Linked DNA regions of Astyanax mexicanus: region 1 is linked to region 2. A link is a contact called in public Hi-C data. All regions are on one chromosome and are shown on one strand. The core of a region is the stretch at or near the end of the contact, and the rest is flanking DNA. Distances in the headings are between cores, read along the strand shown. Region 1 holds the start of zmp:0000001236 (mastermind-like protein 2). Region 2 overlaps zmp:0000001236 (mastermind-like protein 2).

Evidence for each region. Hi-C and Micro-C count contacts between places; a contact is called where the count stands out from the background.
Region 1: a Hi-C map of muscle shows a contact between it and region 2, with 10 times the contacts expected there. The contact joins the promoter of zmp:0000001236 here to the enhancer-like site in region 2. A contact is called at or near these places in 2 of 3 Hi-C or Micro-C datasets (both in muscle).

The regions. Positions count from the first base shown.
Region 1 is chr18:20,858,348-20,865,995 of AstMex3_surface, reverse strand. It overlaps zmp:0000001236 (mastermind-like protein 2), which reads left to right and starts at 3,503. Exons shown (of 5, transcript XM_007236774.4): 1 at 3,503-5,179. The coding sequence starts at 4,766. It overlaps LOC111194239 (a long non-coding RNA gene), which reads right to left and starts at 1,565. Exons shown (of 3, transcript XR_002650999.2): 1 at 1,215-1,565; 2 at 1,004-1,127; 3 at 262-721.
Region 2 is chr18:20,787,873-20,795,428 of AstMex3_surface, reverse strand. It overlaps zmp:0000001236 (mastermind-like protein 2), which reads left to right. Exons shown (of 5, transcript XM_007236774.4): 3 at 6,905-7,060; 4 at 7,234-7,342. Among protein-coding and RNA genes, the nearest start is that of mindy4b, 21 kb to the right of the region's middle. Within about 2 kb of position 2,183, the one cell type or tissue checked has an H3K27ac peak away from gene starts, as active enhancers do.

The sequences.
Region 1 (7,648 bases), core at 2,254-4,753, 69 kb before region 2:
GCGTACCATACCGCACCTATCGCGTGCACCCGGGTCTTGCTGCTGGGCAATTGTAAACTAATTACTAATACTAACTAGTTTTTGAGTATGTATTGTGGCAGCTATGAGTGTTGGTTTCCATTAATTAGCCATTAAATATGTTACTCATGCACTACACTAATAATCAGACTACGCCGCTACCACCTGTCTCCCATATCCTGACTGTAATTAAACAATCTAATGAGGCTGAGATTGATATAAAAAAAACACACTTTTATTGACTATAACATAAATAAATAACATTCTGTACTATAAAGTGCTAGTTTAAACAATTCCAGATTTAATACAGATAAAAATAAAATGGATTACCAAGCACAATAGATTAAGAAAGCACAAAACAGTTGAGTATTACTGAAATCACAAAATAGAAGCCCAAACTACCAGGACAAAAAAGGAAACAGCTAATTAAGTGTTAGTAGTTACATCCACAGAAAACAATAAATAAAACTAACAACCCGTAAGGCTTTGAAAACGCAAAAAAAACAACTAAATACAAACTTAAGCCACAGTAACTTAAATCAAAGAATAGAAAAAACTGCCAGGAAACAAAGAAACAGTAACAAAAAGAAAAACTATAACTAGGAAAACAGTAGAGATCAACATAGAAAACAATACAGAAAAAATGCAAAAAACAGTAAAGAAGCTGTGGCCAATATCTTCAACCTTTAGCCATGTGCAGGTCCTGCCAAAACACAAATTATTATTCTAATATTTATTTAATTTATTAGCATTTATTACATGCACTCTTTAAAAAATACGATCCCCTTGATGCCCGAACACATCCTCTTTGCACAGGCAGGAAAGGAAATCAGGAGGGCCCCAGCATTCTAGTGCAACTTGGACAATTAATACTAAAAATAAGTTAAAAATAGTTTTATAACCATAACATATGCAATTTCTAGCAGTTGGTGTGGTAAAACAAGAACTATTAATTATAAACTCATGCACATTTACTACAACATACCGGTCTTGTTCCACTGTATGACTCTCAGCAGCACCTGTTCAACGCAGTTCTCTGCTCTGCGTCTCCACTCCTCTCCCACACAAACAGCGGCTCAAATCATTAAAACTACATTACCCAGCAGCACCTACAAACGACAACAACTGCAGGAAGTCAGCCAAGATACCAAACAGGGTAAAGCTGCTACAAAATAATACATATAAAAACTAATTACCTTCTTTTTCTGGCTGGAGTTGTCCAAGGACGTAATGGCACCCAGGTACTCTCCCACTAATTAGCTCACCTGCTCTCGCCTCTCCAGATACATCCTTTTATTCCTAAAAGGGCAGGGGGTCCATTAACCCTCATCCCTCCCAGGTCCAGTAGTGTAGATAAAAGTTTTCAAAATGAGATGCGTTTTTATTGCGAAAACAATAACTCTTATCCCACAATGCAACGCAAATAGAGGAGCTAGTTTTGTCTAGAACAATATAAAAAAAAAAGTATAATGGTGCAATGTAGTGGTGAAGACATCATGTAGACTAAATGGATTTTACGACGGGTCGTGAGTGACAGTTAAAACCTGATCTAGGCTACAGATGTTTTTAATGGGAACACTTCACTTACAATATACCATAAGAACTTAGACCTAGTTTTAATTTAAACGTTGATTTAAAACAAGTGAATACATTAATTTAACTGAACAGCATATTAATATGTATTTCTTTTGTGATAAAGAGGACACATGACATATAAATACATGTAAATAAAGGTTAAACAAAGGTTAAATCCCGATGTAACACATTTTATTGTATTTTATAATTTAGATCTAGAAATAAAAATAAACTGAGAATGTGTCATATGACTGTATCCAAGATGTTCAGCATGTAACTAAAAGTCAAAGTGCTGTAGGGAACTTTTCACTTCTAAACTGGTATTTTAAAGGGAATGTAATACATGTCACCATAAGCTCTAATGGGTTGATATGAAAAGTAGACTATTAGACTGCTTAAACACTCTACTAACTCACTTACAGAAAGAAACTCAAAAAAATAAAACATATCACATCATGTGTTGTATTTAAGGCTGGATTTATTATAGATACTAGATATAGATACTTTTTTTATCCCTCCTCTGTATCCAGTGCAGCATTTTCTGCTGACTTCAGTCTGATATGGATATCTGATATATCAGATTAGTGCTGTCCCTAACAGAGAACAGCGAGCTCTGCAGGATGTGCAGGATTGCATAAGGCCTCAAGGGGGACCCCTTGTCTTACTTCCCATTCTCTGCTTGGGCTTTTTGAAGTCAGCAGGTGGTGCTGGGGAGCTGTGCTTGCTTTTAATGGTTTTGTTAAGCAAAGCAAGTTTTCACTTTTACTTTTAACTTCTCTTGCTTATAGTTTTTTTCGCAGGTTGTTTAAGGTTAAGATAATCTTAAGTGGAAGAGAGAGTGTTTATTGTGATGATCATTTGTGTTAGATGTTTTTTAATTGCTTTTTATTTGTAGAACTTATTAGTGTTGCTTATATTAAATCTTCTGCACCTCCAATCAAGTCTCAAGACTCTATTAATATGGCAGATATGGACATTGCCAACAAGGTAGCCATACTAGCCAAATTTTCCACAAGAGTCGTCATCAGAATATCAGAAAATCACTATTCATCATATTCATGAGTTTTAACAAACAGAACTCATTTGTCAAGCTTATTCATTTATTTTCTATTTTGTGCATGCATGGACAATTTTAGAAAACCTGGTATTATGATTTTCTAAAATTATTTTAAATATCTTAATATTTTACTTACAATAATATTTTACTAAGTACTGACATAATATAAGGTCTTAGGTGAATTATTCCTGAAAAATATCAAGAAAATAGATGATGTCAACTGTAATGGATGCAGGGTCTGAAAGGATTTAAATTATCAGAAACACAAAACACTGAAAGCAAACAATTTGTATCAGCTAGAACCAAGTGGCTATGAATACAGCTCTGAAAAAAATTAATAGACCACTTCAGTTTCTGAATCAGTTTCTCTGATTCTGCTTTGAACACGAACATTGTTGTTTTATTCTATAAACTATGGACACCATTTCTCCGAAATTCCAAATAAAATAAAAAATGTAATTTAAAGCATTTATTTGCAGAAAATGAGAAATGGCTGAAATAAAAAAAAGATGCAGAGCTTTCAGACCTCAAACAATGCAAAGAAAACAAGTTCATATCTATAAAGTTTTAAGAGTTTAGAAACTAATATTTGGTGGAATAACCCTGGTTTTTAATCACAGTTTTCATGCATCTTCGCATGTTCTCCTCCACCAGTCTTACACACTGCTTTGGATAACCCCTGATGCAAAAATTCAAGCAGTTCAGCTTTGATGGCTTGTGATCATCAATCTTCATTATATTGCCTCTCAGCACCGCTAGAGTGCGCGGCGCAACCGCTGAAGTTGAGGAACGCGGAGGAATGTGAAGCAGAGCTCGCAAACGCCCGCCCGCCCGAGCGCTCCCGCTCTCGCACTCTCTCTCGAGCTCTGTGGACTCCCGCGAACAGTCCTCAGCGCGAGCGGAGCAGAGCGCGAGCACACGAGAGAGAGTCCCGCGAGCAGCAGCGGCAGGAGCGCGCGCACAGAGCGCCCGGAGCCCGTGTGACTTGTGAAGCTCGAGCGCCCTGTTTAATCCTGTTTGGAGGGTTTTTTATTTTGTTTGTTTGTTTGTTTGGGTTTGGAGAACTGAAGCGAGGGGAAGAGAACATGCTGGAGGTTTGGGGAGGATGAGGTTTGGGGATGGAGCTGGTTCTGGACCGCACTGTATGGACTGGACCCGGACTGTGTGGGAAGACTAGTGCTGCACGATATATCGATTCAGAGTGAGCGTATCCGATATTAACATCACAAATCAAAGGTGATCCAAGGCAGTGTCAGGTAAAGCAAATTAAACTATACATGTCATGCTACCAACTGCTTGATACAAATAGGAAGTTTCTCAGTTTTACTGTTTTAATGACTGAATCTACTAATACTTATCTAATATCTAACAAAGCGGATTATATCAGCCTATCAGTATTTGTTTTGCACAAATCGACAATACATGGGGTGTATTTTTAGTATAATATCATGAATTCTGGTGAAATCAGGTAAAAAAAAATCATATATTTTGTTAATATTAACACTGCAAGTAGCTCAACTGTAATTTTACAGTCAACTAATCTGATGATTATTTCTGCATGCTCTTAATCACTTTAAAATGAAGGAAACATCTGAATGTGGGATTTAAATGCCCTTTTACAAATTAACCATTAGTCTACACTGAAATTAGAAAATTTGGACCAATTTGGATTTTTTTATATTCAACATTGTTGATTATATCAATTAATAACTACTATCATATTGGCTCGGTATCGCTTATTTTTTGCTTGTTTTAAGTCTTTATTGAATAGAGGGCATTTAGTTGCATGACATGGTGACTCATTGAAAACTAAGGAGAAATCTGATTTAAAAAATCCCTATATATTGTCTAAATTAAATATAGAAGAAAGAACATCGTGCAGCACTAGTGAAGACATTTAATGGTAACATTAGAGCCGTAGACAGCACTTCGGCTGGGGGCTGGGAGTGTCTTGTAGTGGTCACTTGTGGCTGTCAAGCGAAACACCATCCAGTTTCATTTAATCTGATCAGTGTTCAGTGTTTGCTGTAAGTGGACAGTGGTCAGGGATGAAGACTCGTTGATGCGTGCTGAGCGTGTTATATGAACGCTTGAAGTTTCAAGGTGCTGTTCGAAATGGGTGAGGCAGCTCCAAGTCATGCCGCCACCAGGCCTGCTCCATTCCCGCTGATGGGCCCCGGCATGGTGGGCCCCGGGCCTCCCGGAGCCCCAAGCAGGACATCTGTAGCAGCTGTGGCGGCTGCGGCGGTTCCTCCTCTGCACAGTGCCATTGTGGAACGGCTGCGGGCACGCATCGAACTGTGCCGGCGACACCACTCCACGTGCGAGAGGCGTTACGAGCGTGGCCGTGCAGAGAGCTCGGAGCGTGAGCGCGAGAGCACCCTGCAGCTGCTGAGCCTTGTGCAGCAGGGTGGCACGGCAAGGAGGGGCAAGAACAGCCGGGCACTGGACCAGAGCAGGGCCAACAACGAGCACAAGGGGCAGAGCGCTGGAGGGGAGGCAGAGAGCAAAGCCAGCACCAGGATTGCAGTGAGTTCAACCACATTCACACACGCTCGCTCACACACACTCACACACATCACTGGGTTCACACACCACTGGGTTCACAGGGCTGGTCTGATCTGTGCATGGTCTTTAATCTGCTGGAACACACCAGCCACTCAGCCCATTAATGAGCCCGTCATCACCAGCTGAGCTGGGTGGGTCTGTTAGGGTGTGTTAAAAGCACTAAATGTTTGTGGGATGGGGTGGGGGGTTGTGGGGGGGGGTTCTCCAGGACCACTGGGAACAAACAGTATATACACAAATCCTGTTAATCATGGATCTGTTTTCCCATACAGAGATTAAACCTAGTCTTAACCCTATCTGGACGGATATTTAAATATTTCACACTTCTACTCTTTTTACTTGTGATAAATCTCTTGCATCCAGACTGCAATGGAAAAAAAAGGGGGACCAGTAAGTTTTTTGGCTTTCTCGGTCACATGACATCGCGTTTAGTAGTTCAGTAGCTCCTCCATTTCCACTCCATGTTGTGTTTACATCGATCTCCGTTGAAACGTGTGCCCAAAGTGTAATTCTGGTGCGTGGCAGTGGACAAATAGCTATTTTATTAAACACGAGGTGATGAAACTCAGATATTTCCATCTGGACGGGACTAAATTTACCGAAGGACCACAGATTTTAGCCTGTAATTTTCTCAGAGAAATTGTCATCTAAGAAAAACACATTCATGGTCGTTCCGGACTGGAATAAAATCACAGAGGATCCCCCCATTAAAGAGAAAATTACCCCAGTACCCCATGAGAAATTAATCTGGATAGGGCTTTAGACTAAAATGTATTTTTAATGTATTGTTACTTATTGATTGCTATAAAATATGCTGTGTAGTGTGCCTATAAGTCAAAACTGTTTGTGGACACTTGTTTTAATGAATGCATTCAGCCACTTTAAGTTGCACCCATTGCACCCATTGACACAGACATGCAAATTCACACACACACACACACACACACACACACACACACACACACACACACACACACACACACACAGCTTGCCTAGTCCCTTTAGAGAAACACTGCCTGTAGAATATGACTCTCTGGAGCACATAAACATGACCCTACCGGCATCATGCCAGTGTAGGCATTCTACTAGCTTTTAGAGCACATGTGTCAAACACAAGGCCCGCGGGCCAAATGTGGCCCGCCACGTCTTTTTATGTGGCCCGCGAGAGCTTGTAAGATCTTAGTGTCTATAATAAATAAGTCAGAAGCGTTCTTTGACAAAAAAATACATTTCCCACAATGCTTGTCGATTGTATTACCCGCAAAGTTACGGCTTACTGCCACTACACGGCAGTGTAGTCATTGATGTGGAAACCCTGCCGGAGGGAAGGTGTAACTTCGCGGGTGGAATTGAGACATATAAATGTTTATCCCATAATGTCCAGAAAAAGAGAAGTTGATGCAGACGGACGGCTGTGCTTCAAGGCGAAAGACCGGTATGCCTTTTGTGTTACGAAGAGTGTTACTGACCAAAATAAACGCTTTTTATGAGAGATATAAGTTCTGTGTAAATATTTATAAGACAATAGCTGACAAAATCTGTTTTAATGACGTTAATAAACATCACTGGGACAGCGCTAGTCGCAGTTTCACCGCAGCAAAGTACGAGGACGTGAATCACTTATCTAACCAGCCTTTACTGATTTCTGCCCTCAATAACCCTTTCAATAACCTCCAATAGCCTTTAATAGTCTTCAGTAGCCTTCAACAGTCTAACCTTGCAGCCGTGGTGTGTCCACTAAACTCCGTAGTTATAAACATCCTGAGGTTAGCAGCGCGATAACTGACCTGTTTATAATGTAATCCCAGCAGTGACTCATGCTCTAAACGGCTGCTGTTAGCTGATTGGGCTGAAAGATGAACTGTAGAGAGCTGTATTATTCGGTTACAAAAATCTTTATTTCATACACAGAAGAACTTAAAAAATTTAAAAACGCTCCAGACTGGCTGAGCTGAGCCCTGTAGCCCGTGGCTGGGCTTTAGCTCTGACTCAGTAAAGACTGCGGACTTGTGGTGCTGCTGCTGCAGCTCCCACTAGTGGTTGGATGAGGAACTGCTAAATCTGAGGAAATGCTATGTTCTTAACAGCTCACAATTTTTGATTTTATATTTATTAAGCCTTATTTCAGTTAATAATTTCAAAGTTAATATAACTTGATGTCATTTCTATTCACTTGAATAGTTTGGTTCTTGATTGATGGAGTTTTTGGATTTCATGACATGACAAATTAAAAGGATTTATGTTAATAGAGCAACAAGCAAACATTTTTTCCATGCAACTGTAATATTTGAATAAATAATATATTGAGAGTTATTTAACATTCATTTACAGTAATTACATTCATTTACATATATTACATTTGGTTACATTTTATTACATTTATAAGTTACATCTGGCCCTCGGAGGACAGCCAATATGCCAATGTGGCCC
Region 2 (7,556 bases), core at 934-3,433:
ACGTGTCCTACGCCAGTGATTGTTAAGCCCTTGAGCAAGGACTTAACCCTTTCTGCTCCCCGGGTGCCACAGCGATGACAGCCCACCGCTTCTGGCATGTGTGCTCACTATATAACCAGTGTGCCTATATATGTTTGTGTGTGTTCACTGCACAGATGGGCTAAAGGCAGATGCTGAATTCTATCTGTGTCCAAAACAAATGATTGAAACAGTATGAAGCAGTAAGGCAGCAGTACAAGGAGAATGTGGCATTTTAATGTGAACCAGCATAAAATAAACCAACTGGAGTTTTTTTTTTTTTCACAAGGAATTTAATGAAAACCATTTCCATTCCCATTAAATGATCTTACCAGAGCTCAGACCTGTTTACTTTCCACACAGACCAAAGGTGCCCAAACTCTCCAGCCAGGTTTAGTGTTTGAGAGTTGGACATAGACATTATTCTGTTATATAACATGGTGATATTTGGCATCGCATGCTGAAAAACAACCAGATTAAATGTTTTGGTTCAGGCTGTTCTGTTCATATTTACTGCTACTCAAAATGAGCTGCCTCCAATCCACCCAGAAGCACCAGAAACGTGTGTTTTACGAGCCTTCTGATTTTATTTATTGCATAAACTCACATAATACAATTTTGTTCCATCTTATGTACCACATGTGATGTGAAATGACAATAAAATTTCCTCGAATCCTTGAATCATTGAATAATGCTATAGATTGGCAAAGGTATTGGGACACCTGCTCATTCATTGTGTCTTTTGAAGTAAATAAGAAATTATTAAGGGAATTCTTTGTACATGACTTGTGGAGCTATGCTGTGAGGATTTGATTGCATTCAGCAACAAGGTCAGGTTGTTGGATAATCACCATGCCACAACATCAAAGGCCCAATTATTGAAAATTTGATATCTCTCAAAAGGTTTAAGCTTCTCTACAGGGACTAGACAAAAAATGTGTGCATTTGTACATATGTGTCAGCATCGGGTACAACTTAAAATAGCTAGATGCATTACACTGAAAGGAGTGTCCACAAATATTTGTGGATGTTGAAATGTGTTCATGTTTTTTTTATGAAAAGTAGCTTATACTGTGGCTTGAAAAGTGTTTACAACCTTTGACACTACTTTTTTTATTTTGTGCTGTGCAAATGCAAAGAGGTGCTATGTGTGGCGGAAAAGTAATACTGCACATCACCCTGAACCCACCATCCCCACTGTAAAACATGGTGGTGGCAGCATCATGCTGTGGGGGTGCTTTAATACAGCAGGGACAGGAAAGCTGGTCAGAGTTGATGGGAAGGTGGGTGGAGCTAAATATACAGGGCAAGAAAAAGAAGAAAACCTGTTGGAGGCTGTAGTCTTGAGACTGGGAAAGAGATTCACCTTCCAGCAAGACAATGACCCTAAACCTACAGCCAGAACTGCAATAAAATGGTTTAAATCAAAGAATAGTAATGTGTTAGAATGGCTCAATCAAAGTCCTGACTTAATCCCATTGAGCTTCTGTGGCAAGACATGAAAATTGCTGTTCACAGAGGCTTTTCATACAACATCCACAAAACCCAGACGTACCCCAAAAGACCTGCAGTTGTAGTTGCAGCGAGAGGTGGCTCAACTAAGTATTGATAAAGAGGGGCTGGACACTTTTGCACCTTACACTTTTCAGATTTTTATTTGATTAACATTTTGAAAACAATGTATCATTTTTGTTCCACTTTATAATTATGCTACTTTGTGTTGGTGTATCAGTTAAAATCTCAATAAAATACATTTAAATGAATGGTTGTAAATTATGATTGAAAAAAAATATATGATTAAAAATTATGATTAAAAATTATGATTGGATTAGTCTAGGCTAAAGCTCAAGATTTCAATATCGAGATCATTATTGGACAAAACATGGTATTGTGTCATCTCTAATTTCTATACGAGTTTTGTCCTCACGTCATAGAAGAAGTTAATCAGAACCCGCAGCAGGGAGACAACGCTCTTCACTTGCCCTCTAATTAATTACTGGACTTCCCAAGGCTGATCCATCTCAGCATGTGACCTCAGCCAGTTCCTCATCAGCTCCACTATGGAGGCGTCTGTGTCTCTGCAGATAGTGTTGCTTGTGAATAGTGCCTATCGCTGTAAAGCACATTCTCTCACACCCTCTCTCCTCATCGTGGCCTGCCAAAGCGGGGAATTCCTCGGGTGGCAGGAGAGGTCTTTTCAGTGCTTTCGTTATGGGACCTCCAGAGTGGGGCTTTGGAGGCAGTTTCTCATTTAGACATCTGTTCTCACAGAAATGGCTCTTCGCTACGCTGCAGTTGAATCCATTTTACCCTGGGAAATGTTTTGTGTCAACACAGTGATTGACAGTATATACACAATGTGTGTTTGACTGAATGGAATAACGTAGTTGAGCGGAGTTTGCTCAGGGAAAGGCCTTCAGGTTTTTAAAAGCTCCGGACTGGCTCACACCTCTCAGGCACTCCAGACTGTTCCATGTGTGGCTGGAATGGTATTTGGACTTTTGGTGTTAAAACGTGGAATCTGAGATGATGGGGGAGTGGTGGCTCAGTGGTTAGATCACTGGTGTATTGATGACAGGTCTGTGGGTTTGATACCCTGGTTTGAGAAGCCTGATGGGTCACTGATAGGTCTCCATAACTGTCTCCATAAATATGATGGAATTTCACAATTACTGTTAAGCAATAGTAAACAAAATTATAAATACAGCTCTGATAAAAATCATTTCAGTTTCTGAAACCGTTTCTTTGAGTTTGCTATGTATAGGTATATGTTTGAGTAAAATGAACATTGTTATTTTATTCTATAAACTACAAACATTTCACCCAAATATTTTAAATAAATATTGTCATTTAGAGCATTTATTTGCAGAAAAATGAGAAATGGCTGAAATAACAAAAAAAGATGCTTATGCAAAGAAAACAAGTTCATATTCATAAAGTTTTAAGAGTTCAGAAATCAATATTTGGTAGCGTAACCCTGATTTTTAATCACAGTTGTCTCATTTTCTTAAAATTTGTGAAGTTCAAAAATCAATATTTGGTGGAATACCCTTGTTTTTTAATCACAGTTTTCATGTATCTCAGCATGTTCTCCTCCACCAGTCTTACACACTGCTTTTGGATAACTTTATGCCACTCCTGCTGCAAAAATTCAAGCAGTTCAGCTTGGTTTCCTCTTGATTATATTCCAGAGGTTTTTTAAATTTGGTAAAATGAAAGAAACTCATTTTTAAATGGTCTCTTATTTTTTCCAGTACACATGCACGGGATGGCTGCTATGCAATAAAACATCTAGGAGCAAGTAAACCTTTGCTGGGTATCTTTGTTTGATTTTTTGAGCTGGATTTTTGCTGATAGTTGTTGACAGGCTGAAGGCTGGTTTGATAGTGCAAGTTATGCTGTTATACTAATAGCCAGGCTAAAGTCGCGATGCAAACAGACACAGCAAACAGTCTTAGTAGTGTTAGCAGGCTTGGAACATGTTAGCCGCACTGGATTACTTGCTGCTAATTGGTAATAGTGTAAATGTGTAAATGAACATCTGGTTAATTTAGGGGCGTCCAAAGTAATCCCATACTGCTGATTTTAGTAATATTTTTTAGGGGATGAAGGTAAAATCAGTTTGGCTTCTCTATGTATTTTTCTTAATATTGTCTGTTTGAGTGTAGAGAGCAGCTGAGGTAGAAAGGAGATGCTCATGTACAGGTGAGAGTTTTCATTCACTTGCTTTTTTCCCCTCATAATACTGTGTAATAAACACACATATACAGTACGATAACCATGCATCTTTTCATACCATGGTTATACCATGAAGGCTCTTAACCCTTAACCCACTAGTGTGCACGTGTGTACAGATATGTTTAAGGTGGCCTAATTCCATCACAATTATGGAGTCTTCTTCTCTACCTTCCTCCTAACGATTCAGGATGCTTCTTATGTTCAGAGTTCCATTATCACTACTTCAGCCACTATGTTTTTTTAAAAGAAATTTCAGTTGCATGAACTTCTAGGCTGGGATGGTGTTTTTGAAAAGGAATCCAGGAGGCAATAGAGGATCCAGCTGCAGTTGGTCAGTATTGGTATTCTGCACAGGTTCAGGGGTCAATATCAGTAACTGGTGAGGAGAAAATGGAAAATCTTAGACAACCAAATAGCAAAGCGGTGCCAATTTCTACACTATAGGAACATTTCAGATGGTTTCTCTGCAGTTCCATCAAGCAAAGGAGAGCCTTTCCTATCCTTTGATGAAATCAGAAGCTATTTCAAGTCTTAAATCACCTCAACTCTTCAGTCAAGATGTCTTTGATCATTATTCATGGATTTCAAGATTTAGAAAACTGTGGATCATCTCAAGTCGGAGAGATGGGGAGATGGAGTAATTTAGAGTAATTTTACTACTATATGGCAGTAACATTTATGATTGATTTGCACAGGATAAGACATCTTAGTGTTATGACTCAAATGGGAGTGGCTACTTGATTTATGCACTGCTGTCACCTCCAAAAAATCGTGAAACCTCCTTATAGTAGTAATGATAGTAGATTTTTCTTTGATGAAAATGAGCTGTTGTGTTTAAAACACATATGCAGGCTATATGCCATGTTACACAATGACTTACAGTACATGTCAAAAGTTTGGACACACTTTCATTTCCTTTCATTCAATGTGTTTTCTGTATTGAAGACATTAAAACTATATAGGAACACATGCAGAATTATTTTTCAACAAAATGTGTTAAACAATCCAGAGTATGTTTTATACTTTAGATTCACTTGGAATAGTTTTCTCAGCACCTTAAAGGAGTTCCTGGAGATGCTGAACAAAAGTTTTGTTTTTACTTCATGCTGTGATGCTCCAGCACCATCTCAGTTGGGTGTTCCTTAATTGTTTTCTTGTCTTTTAATATTAATCTACAATGTAAAAAATAACTTAAATAAAGAAAAAAAATGAAATGAGAAGGTGTGTCAAAATTTTAGTCTGGTACTGTACATTGTTGTAAAATTGTCACTAAGCCACTAAGAGGTATGTATTCCATTTAAAATCTGAGGTTTGCCACAGACTTAAGCGACCATGTAAAATAAAACTTAATACCTCCCTGAGCGTCTTAATACTTGAGGGAAGCCATGAAAACAGAATTTTATTTTAGTCATTGAAAAATGACTGATTTGGCACTTTCCATGAAAAACTGTGGTAATAATTACTTTATGCCACCTCCCCGTGTAAAACTAATCTCATCCGAATAGGGCTTTAAACAGCCATGAATTATGCGGTAGGCTTTAACTGCGCAAATAAAAGACTTCTGCTTTTATCAGCTTGAATATCACATCGTCAGCACATTTAAGACAGATAAAAAAAGACATGAAAGCCTTTAAGATTGATCTATCATAGTGTGTTTCTGCAGCGTGGATGAGAAAAAAAATCTGTCATTTGCTGGAAGCAATTGGGTTGTACCCCACAGGAGCTGTATGACAGGAGAAATGCTGCAGGGCTTTCAAAGTCATGCAGTAATCCTTACTATTATAGCATAAAAACCTGTCTCACTGACAGCTATTGCCTTCTTCAAAAGCCCTACACTGTACATGTAGGGGCTGTGCACACTGTATGAGCATATTCTGTATATGCAGTGGTTGGGGAAATGTATGGACACATATTTCTGTGTGTGTGTGTGCTTGAGGTTTGTGGTTTTGTGTGATCATAGTACTGTCAAAAAACACCTTTAATTAAGCCTATAAATATACAGTACATTAAAACATAGTATAGAAGTATAGAAAAATCAACAGAAAACCATACCAAACATTCATGCAGTCGAACAGTCACAAAAAAATGAATAAAGCTTACCCCCTAGTGGACAACATATGCAATCACAATGTTTATTTAGGTATTATGTATTGAGGTATTTCATCCATATTATGTAGCACATTACGTAGATCAATCTAGATTTTGTATTAAACAAATGTAAGAAACTTTTGCACTAAAAACTGTGTATTATACCTTGTACAGTATCACTACTGTACAGCTCTGAAAAAATGAAGAGAAAACACTTCAGTTTCTGAATCAGTTTCTCTGACTTTGCTATTTATAGGTATGCGTTTGAGTAAAATGAGTATTGTTGTTTTATTCTAAAAAATTCCAAATAAAAATATTGTCATTTAGAGCATTTATTTGCAGAAAATGAGAAATGGCGGAAATAAACAAAAGATGCAGAACTTGCAGACCTTAAATAATGCAAAGAAAACAAGTTCACATTCATATAGTTTTAAGATTTTAGAAATCAATATTTGGTGGAATAAACCTGTTTTTTAATCACAGTTTTCATGCATCTTGGCATGTTCTCCTCCACCAGTCTTACACACTGCTTTTGGATAACTTTATGCCACTCCTGGTGCAAAAATCCAAGCAGTTCAGTTTGGTTTGATGGCTTGTGATCCTCCATCTTCCTCTTGATTTTATTCTGGAGGTTTTTTTTGCTAAATCAAATAAATTCATCATTTTTAAGCGGACTCCTATTTTTTTCCAAAGCTGTATGTGTAATATCAATAATTATCTACCATCTAATTGCTATTTATTTATTTAATGTTGAAGTAATTAATCTAATTAATCTTATAGCTTTTTAAGTTTTTTCTTCCTTGTGTTTCTTTGTATATCGAGATATTATAGTTTATATATATATATATATATATATATATAGTATATATTTTACACATTTCCTGATATGTCTGCCATGTCTTCTGTGCTGTTGCAACATTGCAAATTGTCATGCTGTGGGATTAATAAAGAATTATCTTATCTAATTAAATTATAGCGTAGTACCCAGATCTTTATGAAATTTATGGACATTGTACTGCATATACAGTAAGCCTTGCTTTTTTTTTTTTTACCTCTATAGGCAATGGCTCCTGGCCCACGTTTATCAGCAAATGGATGCATGGTTGACATTGGGCAGCCCCAACAGCAGCGGTCACCTGCTCCCAACACTCAGCAGAAAAATACAGGCAAAGGCCAAAGACATCTGAGCCAACCGCAGCACCACACCAGCGATACAGTGAGTAACTCCAGCAGACTAACACTATATACAATCTATAATCTAATCAGATCTTTTATGTAAAAAAAGAAAAAAATGCAATTTTTTCAAAAGAATTTCATTTCAGACCAATAGTGTAAAACACTATGCAGAGTTTATTTGATCTTTTATTTGATCTTTCATTTTTGTTTCAGGAGAAATTCAACACACAAGATCAGTTTAACCGCCATTTGTCAAGACCTCCACCAGACTACAAACAACCACAAGGTGTAGCTGGAGTGCAACATTCAACCCTGTATCCAGGTACACATCTGCTTTAGTATTTATCTAATGAGGAAACCACGTGTTCCTTCTGCTAATCCATCATTCTTAAACTAACTTCAGGATATTTGACCCACACCACAAGAGCCAGACTGAATCTTCAGTTACATAAAGTGAAGTGCAAATGTGTTTTAGGAGCCCAAGAAAATACTTTCAAATTATAGATGGTAAATAGATGATGATGGATTTCTCTATC